Regions from separate parts of the Mus musculus genome. Here regions 2 and 3 are each linked to region 1. Evidence: chromatin contacts called from public HiCAR-type and promoter capture Hi-C data. All regions are on one chromosome and are shown on one strand. Each heading gives the region's core, a stretch centred on a gene start, on an enhancer-like site or on the middle of the called end of the contact. The rest is flanking DNA. Distances are from core to core; before and after follow the strand shown.

Region 1 (4,778 bases), core at 691-3,190:
TCCAGGTGAGATTGATAAGCAGCTGGACAGGTCCCTAACATATCATCCAAGGCTAGATAACCCCTATTTCATAGTCTCATGACCAATTTCAGTTAATTCTGTGATTTTAGATATACCCATGAGTAAAGGGGAGCTCAGGTTGCCCTATGCAGAACTGTAAGACTGAATAATGAATATCCGAAACCAAGGATTTTTAATGCCTAAACTTGATTGAATCCATATTAATAATTATATCAAATAAATTCCAAATGGTCTACTTGCTGTGTTTAATATTTTTAACTCATAAAGTAAGGCCATATACCAAAAGCAAAATTTGAAATTAAAAAGAGATAAAGGATAGATCATATTTACAGTAGACCTAAGAGAGCTATAATATGAGTTGTACACCATTTAGAAGGATGAACTCTTACAGGTTATACTATCCTTTCAAGGGTATGCATGATGAGAGGCATAATCAACTTTCTCTTACTCGTGTAATTCTAGAACAGTTTGTCTAAAGACCCCATCTTTCCATATGGATGCTACAGTTCAAATGGGAGTCACACTGGTAAATTAGGGAAAATGCAATAGTTACACAAATGATTACTTTCATAATACAATTCACATAGTCTGTATTAGTTCTCAGCAGGAATTAGTTAAATGTCATTTTTAAAAGTCAGGAGAACAAATTATGATGACGTTAAGAATATATTAACAATTCATATTGTTACACCAAATGCAAATGAAGTATTATAATTCTAAATTCCCCAAATTTTACGGCTGGGATTCTAGTTCAATTAGTAGATAGCCCAACAATTCGTCCAATTATTACTCAGAATATGAAAGTAGGAGGGTAACTGTAAAGTGAGTGAAAGAAGCCCACAGAAGAGGAAAGGGGCTTTTATTTCTTATGGATCTTGGCTGTACTACTTGTAAAAGTAGCAGCTGATAATAGCACCTAAGGGCTAGTCATGGCAGGCAAGGTGCCAGGATTCTGAACACTCCACAGCAGGTTCCTTCTACTGTGCTTTATATTCTCTCTAAACGCCTACCAAAATACTTTCACCCTTCTATTTCAGTTTTTCCTGACCAAAATCCACATGGCACATTGAACAAGTCCATCAGCTGAGACGATTATATGGATCCAGCATTAGCACTGCTCTGATAATTTTGTAAGTGTTGGAGGTATCACAACCAGAATAGCATCATCCGAAAGGAAAAAGACGTCTAGAAGCAACGAACGTGCTTGAGAGATCACATAATACAGCAAATAAAATGTAAGCCATGTTGAATCAAATACTGTCAAACTCCAATCTGCTCAAGAGAGACACACCAATTCCAATAGCATTCCTCATCTGTTTTAATACTGAGGTTGGCACTTCAAAAGTTCCACTCTTGAATGTGCAATATTACCCAAAATACAGAGTCTGAATTCCTTAATAGTATAGTCCAACTCTCATAACCTGCTTCATCTGTTCTGACCATCACTTCCTAGGGAGTTCTAGAAATTTTACAGAAACAGATTATCTCTTGGTTTCAGTTTACCTGGGTGATATACCTAACCACACATGCAAAGCAAGCACCCACCTTGCAACTGTTAGTTCAGGTCTAGATATTACTGTTCTTTTTGATTCTCAAACATTTCCCAAAGATTGTACACGGGGTGGGGCGGGTGAAATGGGACGGAAAAGCGGGGTACAGCCATGAGCTATCCCCAATCCTGGAATTGTCACTAAAAGATAAAAAAAAAAATGTACTTACTTGCTGTCAAATGCTAGTCTTCACTAAAACTCCAGCAAGAACCCCAGATGCAAGGCTCACGAGAGCCCTTTGCTCTCCTGGGCTTGTCTTCTCAGATCTCTACTACGGAGGTTGTTGCAATGTGGTTGCGGTCCACTGCTGCTTCCAGCTAAACACTCAGCCACCAGGCTAGCTCCACAGACCCAGAGACCACCTACAGACAGATGCCTAGCAAGCCTTGTAGCTGTTTTTGTTTCCTTTCCCTTCCTGCCTCTCTTCTCTTGGCCACTCCCCCACCCTCATCTCCAGGCCAGTCTGTGACTCTAGAAGCTAGATAAGCGTGGGCGGCTGATATTGACAGAGACCCAGCTGCAGAGGCAATAACAGCTTCAGCAGTGGCTTTGCATTCCCCTGCTCCCTGGGAAGGATCCAGTCGGTCAAGGGGGATTAGGATTTTGTGAAGAGAGGAGAGAGCTGGGCAAAGACATGAAAGGTCTAAAATGTGGGAGAACAGCAAAAGCAGGATGACGCTAAATTGTGTGTTTGTATGCCACTGAGTGTGTAGAAAAAGGGAGGGAAGTATATTAAGGGGAGGATGGCAAACGCAGGGTCCTGATCTGCAGAAAGCTTTCCCTACACTGGTCTGGCTGCCCAGTAGAACACATGGGGCTAAAATGTCAGCCTGCACTGTCAGCCTTCAGGATGGGAACTGGACATTGCAGTGGATGCTGTTCTGTGCAGGTGTGCAACTGCTTAGGAGGTACTTTATTGGAAGACAAAAACCATTGCATATTTGTGTCATACTCTAGCCACTGGAAGATAAGTGAGGCACAGAGGAGACTGTTATTGTTCTTTTAAAAAATCGGCATGTTCTACATCTAGAATGTGTTCTGAGGGGTTTAGGGAAGATGTGTTTGTTTGTTTGTTTGTTTGTTTTCTGAGATGGAGCAGAGGTTTTGAAACAACATAGACCATTCATTGTATAATCCTATTTTGTCCAGGATTTATTAAAACTATGGTTTGTTAAAAATCAGCATATGTCCATGAATAAAAAAATATTTTACAGAATTTAATCTAGTACTATTATCAAATCTAAAAATAAAAGTAACAATTTTGCAATGCCAAATATCCACTTGACTTCTTTCTCAAAGATGGTACATGGATTTCCAGTTTTTCTTGCCCACATTTTGTAGTGTTATTACAAATGCAATTCTTAGTGTGCAAAGTATTGTCTTGGGGGCAATCTGCCATGCTTACCAACACAATCCTATCTATCTTTTATTATTTCCAACCACAAATATTTTGTAAAACATTCTCAAAGCTAGGCAAATATCATATGGAAAAATTACTATAGCAGTGTGTGTGTGTGTGTGTGTGTGTGTGTGTGTGTGTGTGTGTGTGTGTATTTGTGTGTGTGCATGTGTGTGTGTGTGCATGTGCGTGTGTGTGTGAATGCTTGTGTGTGTATAACTTTAAAATTGGTTTAAATGGAGTTATCCTATAGTGGGAGGAGAATTGCCTTCCATGGGCATCAGATGTTTTCCTAATGCAGAATGCCAGCTACTGGTTACCAATTTTTAAGTTGTCCATCAAGTCTCACAGACACAATTTCCAACATTATACACAATTGTTATTCCTCTTGGTTGCCCTTAAGAAACTCTTGTAGACCCTGTTCCTGAAGATGCTGTATACTTGAGTCATAGAATGGGGATATAAATCTAACATTCACCTGAAAATTTTGTCCTTATTGGATAGCTTTCATAGTGCTAGAGAGTCCTATATAAAATCTCCAGCCCTGACAAGATATACCCACTATTGCATTGTGACACAAATGTTATTATAATCTCTAATCACTTACTGATTGGACCTACAGCCCACTCTACAAGACCGAACTTAAACCTCACATTGTTAACTGGGTCCCAAACCAGTACCCAACTAGATCACAGTTGCTAAGGAAGAACATTTTTGTTTTATTATGTTGAATGAACTCTAGGTTTTAAATTATCTTTTTTAAATTAGTGAATTTCACAACCTTCTTCAAACAAGTTTATTTATTAAATAGAGTTATTCTGCGACAAACAATTGGGCAACACAAAGAATATGGGATGCTTAGTCCTAAAAAGGATATATCACACCCTCTCCTCTCAAGGCCCAGGAATCATTATGGGAGAAGGAAATAAATACATGAGCCAGGAGTACAGGACATCTACAGTGAAACAGTATTTGCCAAGGCATGGGTAGACTCTGGCACAAATGAATGCTCAGCAGTGTGGCTGCATGCGCAAGACTGGTATAAAAGAAAGACAAACAAAATCCAGGTACAGGTCAGGGTAGAGCTCAAATATCCTACCTCTATCTGAGCAGCTATTGGTGACTTAGAAATCTGGGGAAAGACCCCTGAATGATTGTCTTGTACCTACACTCATTAGCAGTGCTAAATGGACCTAGGGGGTTAACAACAACTAAGGGGCATATAGAATTTGGAGGGAAAATGGTTGGAGGGAGGAAGCTTAGAAATTGAAGGGAGGCAATAAGCTGTGAGCTTGGACAAATTAAAATTTGTGTGACATTCTTAAGCAATACCTACCAGATGTCTCAAACATGTAATACGTTGTTTGAAAGGAGTACTGACAAGAACAATCTTACATACTGTGTGAGCAAACAGGCAGCTGCCAACTCACGATCTGAGAAGTGAGGTGCAGAGGAGAGCCTTCAGACTGGGTTTACATCGCAAGGTAGAAAGTTTGGTTTAGAAGCAGTATATTTAAATTAAATTATTTTAAAACAAATATTCTGCTAACACTGTTAGATAATGGAATTTGCTGAAACATTCCTACAATCATTATTTTCCAAGGAGTGAACTAAACTGTCTCTCTGTTTTTCTCAAGCAGAAAGATATGTAGAAGGTGGACCCTACTTTATACATCTTGCTTTGGACCTTGTCTAGTCTTGTCCACAATATAATATCATATAATATAATAATTGAATATTTTATTGTATTTTCTAAACTGTTTTATCTTCTGCACAATCCAAATTACAGAAGCTGTGCACTTATTATT
Region 2 (4,778 bases), core at 673-3,172, 1.7 Mb after region 1:
GAAGAGCCTGCAATGACAGCAATCAGCAATCACTGTGAGAATGCAAGAACTCAAGGAGCAGCAAAGAAGTTCAGAGTGAAGAGCCTTACATCCCAAGCTAAAATAGTTTTCACTGAGGACTCTGGGCTTTGAAAGCTCTTGGTGTTATTAAATCCTGACAGAAACGTCAAGATCCATCCCTGAAGAGTCTTTAGCTAAAAGTTATGAAAGATACTAGGAGAATTTTGTCTATAAATGTCTATAAAGACTATAAGCAGCCTTTGCATACCAAAGTACATAATTACTACACATATACACATTTCTGCCTATCAAACACACAAATAGATACATACATATATACATATATATGTATGTATATATTTATGTATATTTATGCATTGCTGGAAGTCTCATTCACACACGACATAAAAGGGGTTCCTTTGAGTGTCTAGTGAAATTATATTAATTATGTTAATTATAATTGTTCAAGGGAAAAATAGAGAAATCTTTTTTAAATGAAAGAAAAAGATAACTTGAATTTCCCCCCGTCCCCATCTTTAAATATCAAGATTATGAGCCAGCAACATCCCCAGTCCAGAGTTCATAAGGTTATATGATGGGGCCCACTTTGCCTGGCAGCATCGGTGAGGCACAAAACTTCTAAGTGAATGAACCTTTAGGTAAGGTTCTAAGCTAGAGGACACCACAAATATCCTGGCCCTACACGTGTTTGGCTCAAAGAAAAGTAACGCGGGCTTCTTGCCTTTCGACTTTGCCAGGTATTTAAAAATGTAAGATAAGATGGTATTAGTGAGCTGCCTAGGAGACACCGAAAGGCTGGGCGCGGATCGTGGACAGCCTCGAGTTTCACCCCAGCAGATCCTCCCGGAGCAGGGCAGAAGGCCAGCGCGGCCGCTCACCGGCCCCGGGGCTGGCAGCAGGCGGCGCGCCCGCAAGGAGGGAGGCAGGTACCGGGCGCACCGCGCGCAGAGCCGGGTTGCAGGGCGAGCATGCGGCGGCTGTCAGAAGAAGGCCAGCATCCTCCCTGGTCTGGGCAGGCGCCTGGGCCTCTGCCACTACTACGTGGCTGGGCTACCCACCGAGAGGTCATGGCAGGAGGCAGAGGCGCGGCTGCGCCCGCAGGGTCTCCCAGGACGCGTTTCACCCAGCACGGCGCGGGGGCGCGGAAGCCCAGGGCGGCGCCCCCGCATCCCCACCCCGCCCAGGCAGCCCATCCGCGTGGTCAGCGGCCACGAGCTGCGGCCCCAGGGCTCGAGGGGGGAGGAGGATGCGGCGTTACTGGGTTCCAGCTCCGCCGCCCCGGCGATCCGGGAGATAAAAGTTTGCAGCCTGCAGCTCGTCTGCAGTGCGAGTCACATCCGCCGCGCCACCTCCTGCAGCAGCCGCGCTCAGGGAAGGAAGGGACAAATTAAAAATTAAAAAAGACAATAAAATAACTGTTGAAGCCGGTAGGCCCCGAAGCCGGCCGCTCTGCCTCTGGGCGTGCAGGCAGGCAGGAGAACCGCATCCCGCACCCACTCCCGCCCAGTCTCGGCGCCCGGCCTGGACCGGCCCCGCAGCACCCTCCGCACTGACCGATAACCTCCTGGAGCTCGTACGCGTCCCTGCAGATGGGCCAGCCGACCGCCTGAGCTGCCGGGGCCGGGGCTGGAGCAGCAGCTGGAGCCGGGGCCGGGGCTGCGGACGCCGCCGGAGCCGGGGCCGGGGCCGGGGCTGGTGCTGATGTCGCGGCCGCCGGGGCCGTCGCCGCCGCCGCTGTCACCGGGGCCGCCTGCTGGGAAAGCTGGACGTGCACAGGCGAGCCGCTCGGCTCCGCCATGATGCTGCGGGAGGAGAGTGAGGGGACGCGCCGGCCGGCGGACGACCTTCCACTTGAAACTTCCCTAGCCTCGTCGCCCACACCTCTCGGCCGGCGCACGCCCTCCCCGTCCGCCGCAGCCGCCGCCGCCGCCGGAGCCTGCCACGAGGGGAGGGAGCCAGCCGGAGGCCGAGCGGGGCGGAGGGAGGAGGCTGCGCCGCGGAGGCGGGGACGGGAGGAGGCGGCGGCCGCCGCGCCCGCCGCGCGCCCCGATCCTCGCGCGCACGGTGCTCTCAGCGCCGAGGGGAACCGCCGCCCCCTCCCGCCCTGCTCGCCGCCAGGGAAGTTTCCACGCGCTGGGAGCCGGGCGGCTTCGGGGGGTGATTTCGGGGCTTGCCCCGCTCCCTTCCTGCCCTGCCGCGCCTCCGCCCTAGACAATCGCACTCTCCCGAAGAAGCCCCCCTGGGACTCCGAGGGCGGGGTCGTTGAACGGCTGCCAGATTCTCAGCCTGCTAACTCTCCCCGAGCGAGCGAAAGAACCTGGAGTTCTTTTACAAGTTAGCGAGGGAGACACCTACCTACACGGCGTCGGTTTTGTAGGACGCCGGTTAAAAAATAACCCAACTTGTAACTTTCCGGCGCTTTACCTGGCAGGAGCCCTTTCGCACCTTGCCTAATGAAATCGCCAGTGCTGCTCTGAAATGAAACCCGACTCCCTAAATCCCCGGCTTTCTCTTTTGTTCAAAGACACTTGGACCCTAGGAAGGTGATGTCAGGGGCAGTGAAGTTACAAGAAGTAGAGAGGAGAAAGGAGTGTAACAAAATCAGAGCGCAGGCCTAGCATGCTATGGTTCTATCCCCAGCACTTTTTATGTGCTTAAAACCATGCTCGGAGGTAAAGTGCCAGCTTAATACACTTAAGGTCCTTGGTTCGATACCAAGTACAAATGAATACATAAACAGTCACATTAACCCTTTAAGACCCTAAGGTCAGACAGCAAGTTTCTTGACAGAACACTATGAACCTACTGGGGCATAAATTAACTGCAATGGAAAGTTTTGAATAAATGCTGCTTTTTCAACACTCCCCAAATTACCTCATCTTTAAAATAGCTGTGGCAAAACCAGAGATTTTTCTAATTGCAGGTGTCACATTTGAATGTTCAACTCTCATCCCTCACAGAGGTGACCACTATTAAAAGATTCTTGTCTCAGGCTGGAATGGTACTCTGACTCAATAGGCGTATTCGTTATGTGGCTGACATTAGGCTGGCTGGTTCTCACGAGACAGCCAGGCTTGAGAAAGAACAAAGCACAGGAGAGCCATGAAACTCTTAAAGGGATAAAAATAAAAATCTCCTTAAACTCTTTAAAAAATAATTCAAAAGAAACTTAGACATTTGCTAGGAGAAAAACCAGTTGTCTGGCAAAAGCAATGACGTTAACTGTTTACTTAACCTCTTAGGGCACTATGGGACAGATGGATAAACTAGCAACTAGCATGACTTGCTCAAAGAGCTAATATTTATGCTGCTAAGAACTTGTATTTCCTTTTGTGCAGATATACTATTTTTTAAAAAGCCAGCATATTTGTTTTAATTTATGTCAAGAAATAGACTACTTCATAAACAAACTCTAGGCCTCTGATGAACAGGGCAGTTATCCCAAGTCACTGGTTACCTCTCCCTGAGCTGCTCCCATTTCATCCAAAGAACTTTTAAGGACTGCTTTTAAAGGAAAAAGAGACAAGATTAACAGAGCATTCCTCCACGTTGTCATATGAAGTTATGTCTTGACTTTTGATCGTGAAATGGGATTGTGAAGGCCAGGAAAGCCTTTAAGACATGCTAGGAAAACATGATTCACAGAATCGAGGCAGCAACCCCAGACCACTTGGTTTCCCACAAAGAACGACTGTTCCCTCCTCAGAGGCCAGATATCTGTCCTCAGCCAACCACTTTCTAAATGACCACCAGGGAAGCCATTTGTAAGAATTCTCATGAGCTCAAGGCTGTTAGTGCTTTTCAACTGAAGATTAGGTTGCAACAGAAGACTGGAAACGCCAATGTTCTGGCCAGGAAAGGAATCTTCTTTTTAAAAAAATCATCTGGCATGAAACTTGGCTGAGGTTACCAGGGTATAGAATGAGGTATGTAAAGAGCGAGCACGGACCCTTCTCTTCTCTTCTTGTTTTCAAGTCTCTGAATGAATGAATCCTATTTTTTTAAATAAATCTTGTTTGTATTTTAATAGCATCCTTGACCAGAAACACAACATAAACTTAGAGACCAATTTCCAGGAAATCTTAAATACCTCTTAAATATATACATTTCCAAGTGCAAGTACTGGGATCCCTCAGTTATTGATGGAAACATTAACTTCCAGATTCAATCCCATGCTTTTTTATCACTTATAAAAGCCCTGCTCTCTTCTTTATATATAAACCCGATGACAAAGGACCCTGGCACTAGATGTTCTTCTAAATTCAGCTTAGTTACCTGTGGAAGGAAGGGATGGGTATGCCATACACCCTTGCATGTTGTCAATCTGGCAACCATTAGGAAAGCCACTGAGGGAGACAGACACCTGCTCTGTGATGAGGAACAGTCCTTCTTTGTGGGCAATGAAATGACCCGTGCCTGATTCAACCTGTGATTGGTCTTATAGGTTCCATGTGTTACTCCGATGTCCCCCAAACTTCCTTGGCATTCGTAATCCCAGTCCATGAGCTGAAAGTAAAAATACCAAGTCGTCTGATAAAATACCGGCTATATCTATCTCATAATTGGTTTTCTCCTTTCCCCTTAAAAGTTCTCCTGGGGAGGATGGGAGGGAGCAGCTTTCAGAGAGATGAGCAGATGCCGCTCTGTATAAAGAGATCATTGTTCGTAAGGTGAAGGTCCCTATAAAAGAGGCCTGAGGAAAGGGAAGCACAGGGATACACACCCGTAACCTTAGCACTGGGAAGGCTAAGGCAGAG
Region 3 (4,778 bases), core at 1,412-3,911, 1.6 Mb after region 1:
ACTCGAGGCTGCCTCACAAAAGCTCCGCCTCTCTTCTCTCTGGCTCACTGTCTCACTGAGGGACAAGCTGTCTCACACACAGGGGATCAGGATTCAGAACTCACACAGTGTGGAACACCTGGAAAAGTCTCTACGTTTCTCAAGAAACCAAACCGTTTAAATGTCTGTTAAATACACTGCACTGAAATCTAACTTCTTTGGATTAAATCACAAACCTGTCACTTCATCACACTAGCAAGTCGACCCTGGGGAACCACTTTCAGAGCTGGGTGGCATTACTTGTCACAGCCACTAGGTGGAACCTCAACTTATTCCAGAATGCCAGAGGCTGTCAGTAAAGACAGAGAACTAAGCAGAAATGCAAGGTTATCTCGAACCAGGTGAGGAGGGAGGCTCAACCACTTCTCTGTCACGTCATTTTTTTCCCTTGTGGCAATGACGCCCCTCCAACAAGGAAAGGATAAGCAGAACCCGGAGAACAAAGTTAAAATCTAAGAGCATTGTCACCAAAAGGAGAGTGGCAAGTAAGGCCAGGGCAAGATCACTGGAGGAAGACTAACCCCAAAACACCAAAGGGAAGGAAGGACAGGAGAAACACTGGGCACAAACAGCCTGTGCGGATTATTGGTGGGAAATAATTAAAAACTCACAATAGCAAATAGTCCCAAAATACCACAGAGGTTGCTTGTAAGTTAAAGTCTCGCCTAACTGACCGTAATGCTGCTTAAAGAAAAAAAAGTTTAAAAGCTTAATCCATTGAAGAATTTATGACTGGAATAAAGCAGTGCCTTATAACAACAGGGTCCCATCCCTGAATGGGGAACTTTCAGAATATTATTATTTATTATTATTATTATTATTATTATTATTATATCTAAGCAAAACATCAGCACCTTGGGGAACGTATGATAGACTATCCAGGACTGTTAGAGAGATGCCAAATCTATACAAGGCATAGGCTTGCCGCTGATGCGCAGCACTAAAACTCTCCTGTAGATGATAAAGGGTTCTGGGTTCCACTGTCTATGCCAGGGGTATTTCAAAGTCCCGGGATTAAAAAGGAAGAAACAGATTCAAAATGACAGTTGTTCCCGTGCAGGGCAGTAACATTAAGACTACAGAGTAAACACTAAGTTCATTTAAAGCCATTTGCTTCCGCTCACAGGATTAATCTTTCTAGGTAAACTTTCATCTGCTGCTAATCTGTTAATGGCACAGACAACTTGTTCTGCAACTAAAAGGAAGCGCATGCAAAATTCAGTAACTTGGCCTGGTTTAGACTGGAGCTAGCCGGATGTCCTGGGAGGTCAGCTCAGCCTACCTAGTGCAGGTTGCAAGCTCGGCTGCCCTCGCCCCTGCCAGCGTCTTCTGACATCTGCTTTGTCACTTTCTCTTGGTGACAGTACCTACTTGCCTACCCCAAGCAAGCAGGATCAATTCTTCCTCCACCTCCATGGCTTCTTCTTCCCCCCTCACCCTCCTCCAGTCCTGCCCCCTCCCCCTAGTGCTACACCGGCTTCTCCCCCACCCCCACTCCCCACCCCCCACCCCCCCCCGCAGCCTCAGGCTTCCTCCCACTAACAGGATGGTGCACAGAGGCCAGACTTAATGTAGGTTCTTCTCATCCACAAACACAGCTTTGCGGAAACTCAAAGGCCGGCACTCGCTCCCACTCCAAAAGTGGCATACCTTTTGGAAGGATCTTTCTGAAGACACAGTGACAGTAACTTTCTGAAGGACTTGCCGTATTTTTTCATCATTTCTTTATCCTCTACACCAGTTTCTAAAGTGGGCGGGTCATTTTGCAAAGTCAGCATTAGCACCTGCAGCCAAAACAAAGGAGGAGCCGCCCTCTGTTGAATGACGGTGGAAGTTTCAGCGTTTCCACACAAAGCACTGCAGACGTGCTTCCCCCATGACTTTAATGGTCCTAAGGTCGCGTGCTGAAAGGGACACACTTTTCCTAGCATATCTGCCCACGCCCTCCTTATCCTTTGGGTTATTCTCAATGACAGAACTTATAAAATTTGTTCTGTGCGTTAAGAATGGTCTCTCAAAGCCACAGGAAAAAATCTTTCCTGGGAAGTCGCTGGCTCTCCCGGGACCTCAGGGAACACGTAGCTGCAGCACAGGCTGATTGGGAAAGAGTGGTGGTCAGGAGACAAAGGGACATTCAAGTGTGAAGGCCATTCATAAGCAAAGAACCTGATATACTCCCCCCCCACCCCCCATCCCCCACCCCCCCGCCCCCGCAACATATCAGCAGCAGCCCTAAAAATAAAGCCAGGGCTTCCCAGGAGGTAAAGGGAACACAACATGAGAAAACTGCTATAGGGGACTGGTTAAAAAAAATGAATAAGATACTGATGGTCGGGATCATAATCATAAGTTACAAAAAAAACTAAACAAAGTACAGTTTCAAGTCAAAAAGGAAATAATTCAACTTTCACACTAAGCGGAGCATTTATTTAAAAGCGAGTAGACTGTATAGCATGCTATTGACCTACAAAATGAATGAACCTCCTTAATGCATAAATCAGGCCTAATTTATGCAAATGCTCTATGTGTCAAGACTCCTTTGGAAGACTTTGAGGCGTGTGAATAGATGGATGTTAAAAGTGACTGTTGTCTGTGAAGACAACAGCCAGAAGGAGAATGTGGCTTCCTGTGAGCTCCTGAAAGAAGTTCCCGGTGAGCGACAAGCTGGGATTAACAAGTGCCTCTCCAGACTCATGTGGGAAAAACAGGGGAGACCGGGAGACAAAGAAACAGAGAACATAAATGATGGATAAAGGATGAGGTTCTCGAGTTCCTCTGGTATATGTTCCATTAAAAAAAAAAAATCTCTTCTATGTTTTACATGTCAACGTCAAATTTTCTGCTTAAAAAAGATCATCAAGAGGTGCACATACATGCATTGAGTATATCATTGACATTTTAACTATATTAAAATCTTAGACAGAAATAGGCATAAAACAGGGTGTGGGGCGTACACTCAGCAATACTATCTGCTCTGCCTGAGGAAGTCCTGGGAAAACCATTAAAAAAAATAGGGTTTATTTTTTGTTTTGTTTTGTTTTGTTTTGAAGTAGGAAAGTAACACCACTAAAACATTAACAGAGATCATTTGTTCTTTGCTCTTTCTATTGGCACTATGAAGTTTCCTACAATAAGAAAGTACATGGAGGTGCGGGTGGGGGTGGGGGGCGGGGGAGTTTGGAAAACAAACAGGGTTCAATCCCAAACCTCACATTCCCTAAGCACTGGCTCTATCCCTAGGCTCCACCCCCACTGCACATTTTATAAACACCGCTAGAGTTAGTGGATCTATTTATGAACAGATTTCTGTCCTTTTAAAATTTCTAAAGACGAAAAGTTGAAAAATAAAACCAGCATAGACCAGAGTTTTGATGAAACATCTTCATCATTTGCCCTGAACAACGGCAGCCTCAAGACAAAGTCTACTTGGGGGAAATTAGAAACGCTGCCGCTATCTCAGAGGTAGAGCAGATAGGAGAATAACAAAAACCTGAAAATAGTACCCAAAGTATATGGTGCCTCAAAACACCGTGACTCACTCCATCAGATGAGCCACAACACCACGCTCTGGGCGCGGGCTCAAAATGGAATAGACGATCTTTATTTTCGAAAGAAAAAAGGAAGCAGCCTGGGACCCATCTGCAAATGGAACAGCCCTCACTCTAATACACTCTTAGACCGTGCTGGGAGACCTAAGATCATCCTGCTCTTTCAGGAGTCGGTAAGGCAGAGGCAGGCAGCTAGCTGCTCGACACTGCACTGAGGCAGAGCGCCTGGCATGCACCAGTTCTGTCAACTCAGCACTAGAGAACGTGAGTCAGCCTTCAACTTGGCCGAATTCCCCCGAAAACCCTCACAAGTCTAAGCAAAAAATAAGCATGTTCAGGAGATCTGAAGAAGCTATGCCCCCCCATCCCCACCCTCCACCAACCCATCACAGTCCCAACCCTACGAGTCTCCCCAGCGTCATTACTTTCATTGGAGGGTATTTGTGGTAAGGCGCTGCTCCGGTTGCTAATTCAATGGCAGTTATTCCAAAACTCCACATATCAGCCTTGAAGTCATAGCCTCTCACCTAAAAAGGAAAAAGAAGATGAAGAAAACAAATCACTCACAATCATGTAGCAGGCCTGTTACACATCAGTACATCTACTACTGTGTCAGATAGCCAAAGCTGTTTATAAAATGTCAGTGTGGCTTGCTAAGGGCTAGCTAGCAATCAGGAATTTAAATCTACACTGTATGTATGACATGTTCTACGATAATAATTGATTGAAATGAAATATTAACACCTGCATGCAGTGCATCAGATCTGTGTTATGTTAGATTAATTAGACACATTCAATATAGCTATATTAGCCAGGCGTTGTGGCACACGCCTTTAATCCCAGCACTTGGGAGGCAGAGGCAGGCGGATTTCTGAGTTCGAGGCCAGCCTGGTCTACAAAGTGAGTTCCAGGACAGCCAGGGCTACACAGAGAAACCCTGTCTCGAAAAAAAAAAAAAAAAAAAAAAGCTATATTAGTGATATGTATTCCTGTACTATAACAACCAAGGTAATATTTTTTTTACCTGTTCCATGACTTCAGGGGCCATCCAACATGGGGTACCAACAAATGTTTTTCTGACTTTATTCCGTGTAACATCACCCCCTGTGGCTAAGAATGCGCTTACTCCAAAATCTGAAAACAACAACAACAACAAAAAATCCACCTTATTTTATGTTCCACGTGGCTCAT

What was found. Promoter capture Hi-C pulls out the DNA fragments that hold promoters and counts their contacts. HiCAR-type assays count read pairs that join an accessible place to other places.
Region 2: a contact with region 1 is called in a HiCAR-type map of fibro-adipogenic progenitors, with 8 times the contacts expected there. The contact joins the promoter of Stk39 here to the promoter of Scn7a in region 1. A contact is called at or near these places in 3 of 39 promoter capture datasets (the C10 cell line, hippocampal neurons and liver) and 2 of 115 datasets of contacts at active chromatin or transcription factors (astrocytes and fibro-adipogenic progenitors).
Region 3: a promoter capture Hi-C map of hippocampal neurons shows a contact between it and region 1, with 5 times the contacts expected there. The contact joins the enhancer-like site here to the promoter of Scn7a in region 1. A contact is called at or near these places in 5 of 39 promoter capture datasets (the C10 cell line, hippocampal neurons, liver and 1 more) and 1 of 115 datasets of contacts at active chromatin or transcription factors (astrocytes).

Annotation. Positions count from the first base shown.
Region 1 is chr2:66,782,970-66,787,747 of GRCm38.p6, forward strand. Scn7a (sodium channel, voltage-gated, type VII, alpha) reads right to left here and starts at 1,941. Exons shown (of 25, transcript NM_009135.2): 1 at 1,741-1,941.
Region 2 is chr2:68,470,059-68,474,836 of GRCm38.p6, forward strand. Stk39 (serine/threonine kinase 39) reads right to left here and starts at 1,923. Exons shown (of 18, transcript NM_016866.2): 1 at 1,576-1,923. The coding sequence starts at 1,819. Gm13596 (a long non-coding RNA gene) reads left to right here and starts at 2,906. Exons shown (of 4, transcript XR_866392.3): 1 at 2,906-3,947.
Region 3 is chr2:68,364,385-68,369,162 of GRCm38.p6, forward strand. It overlaps Stk39 (serine/threonine kinase 39), which reads right to left. Exons shown (of 18, transcript NM_016866.2): 6 at 4,612-4,721; 7 at 4,013-4,114; 8 at 1,690-1,823. Among named protein-coding and RNA genes, the nearest start is that of Stk39, 110 kb to the right of the region's middle. Within about 2 kb of position 2,662, at least 45 of the 459 cell types and tissues checked have an H3K27ac peak or open chromatin away from gene starts, as enhancers often do. A contact at or near this core is called in hippocampal neurons, where this site is marked.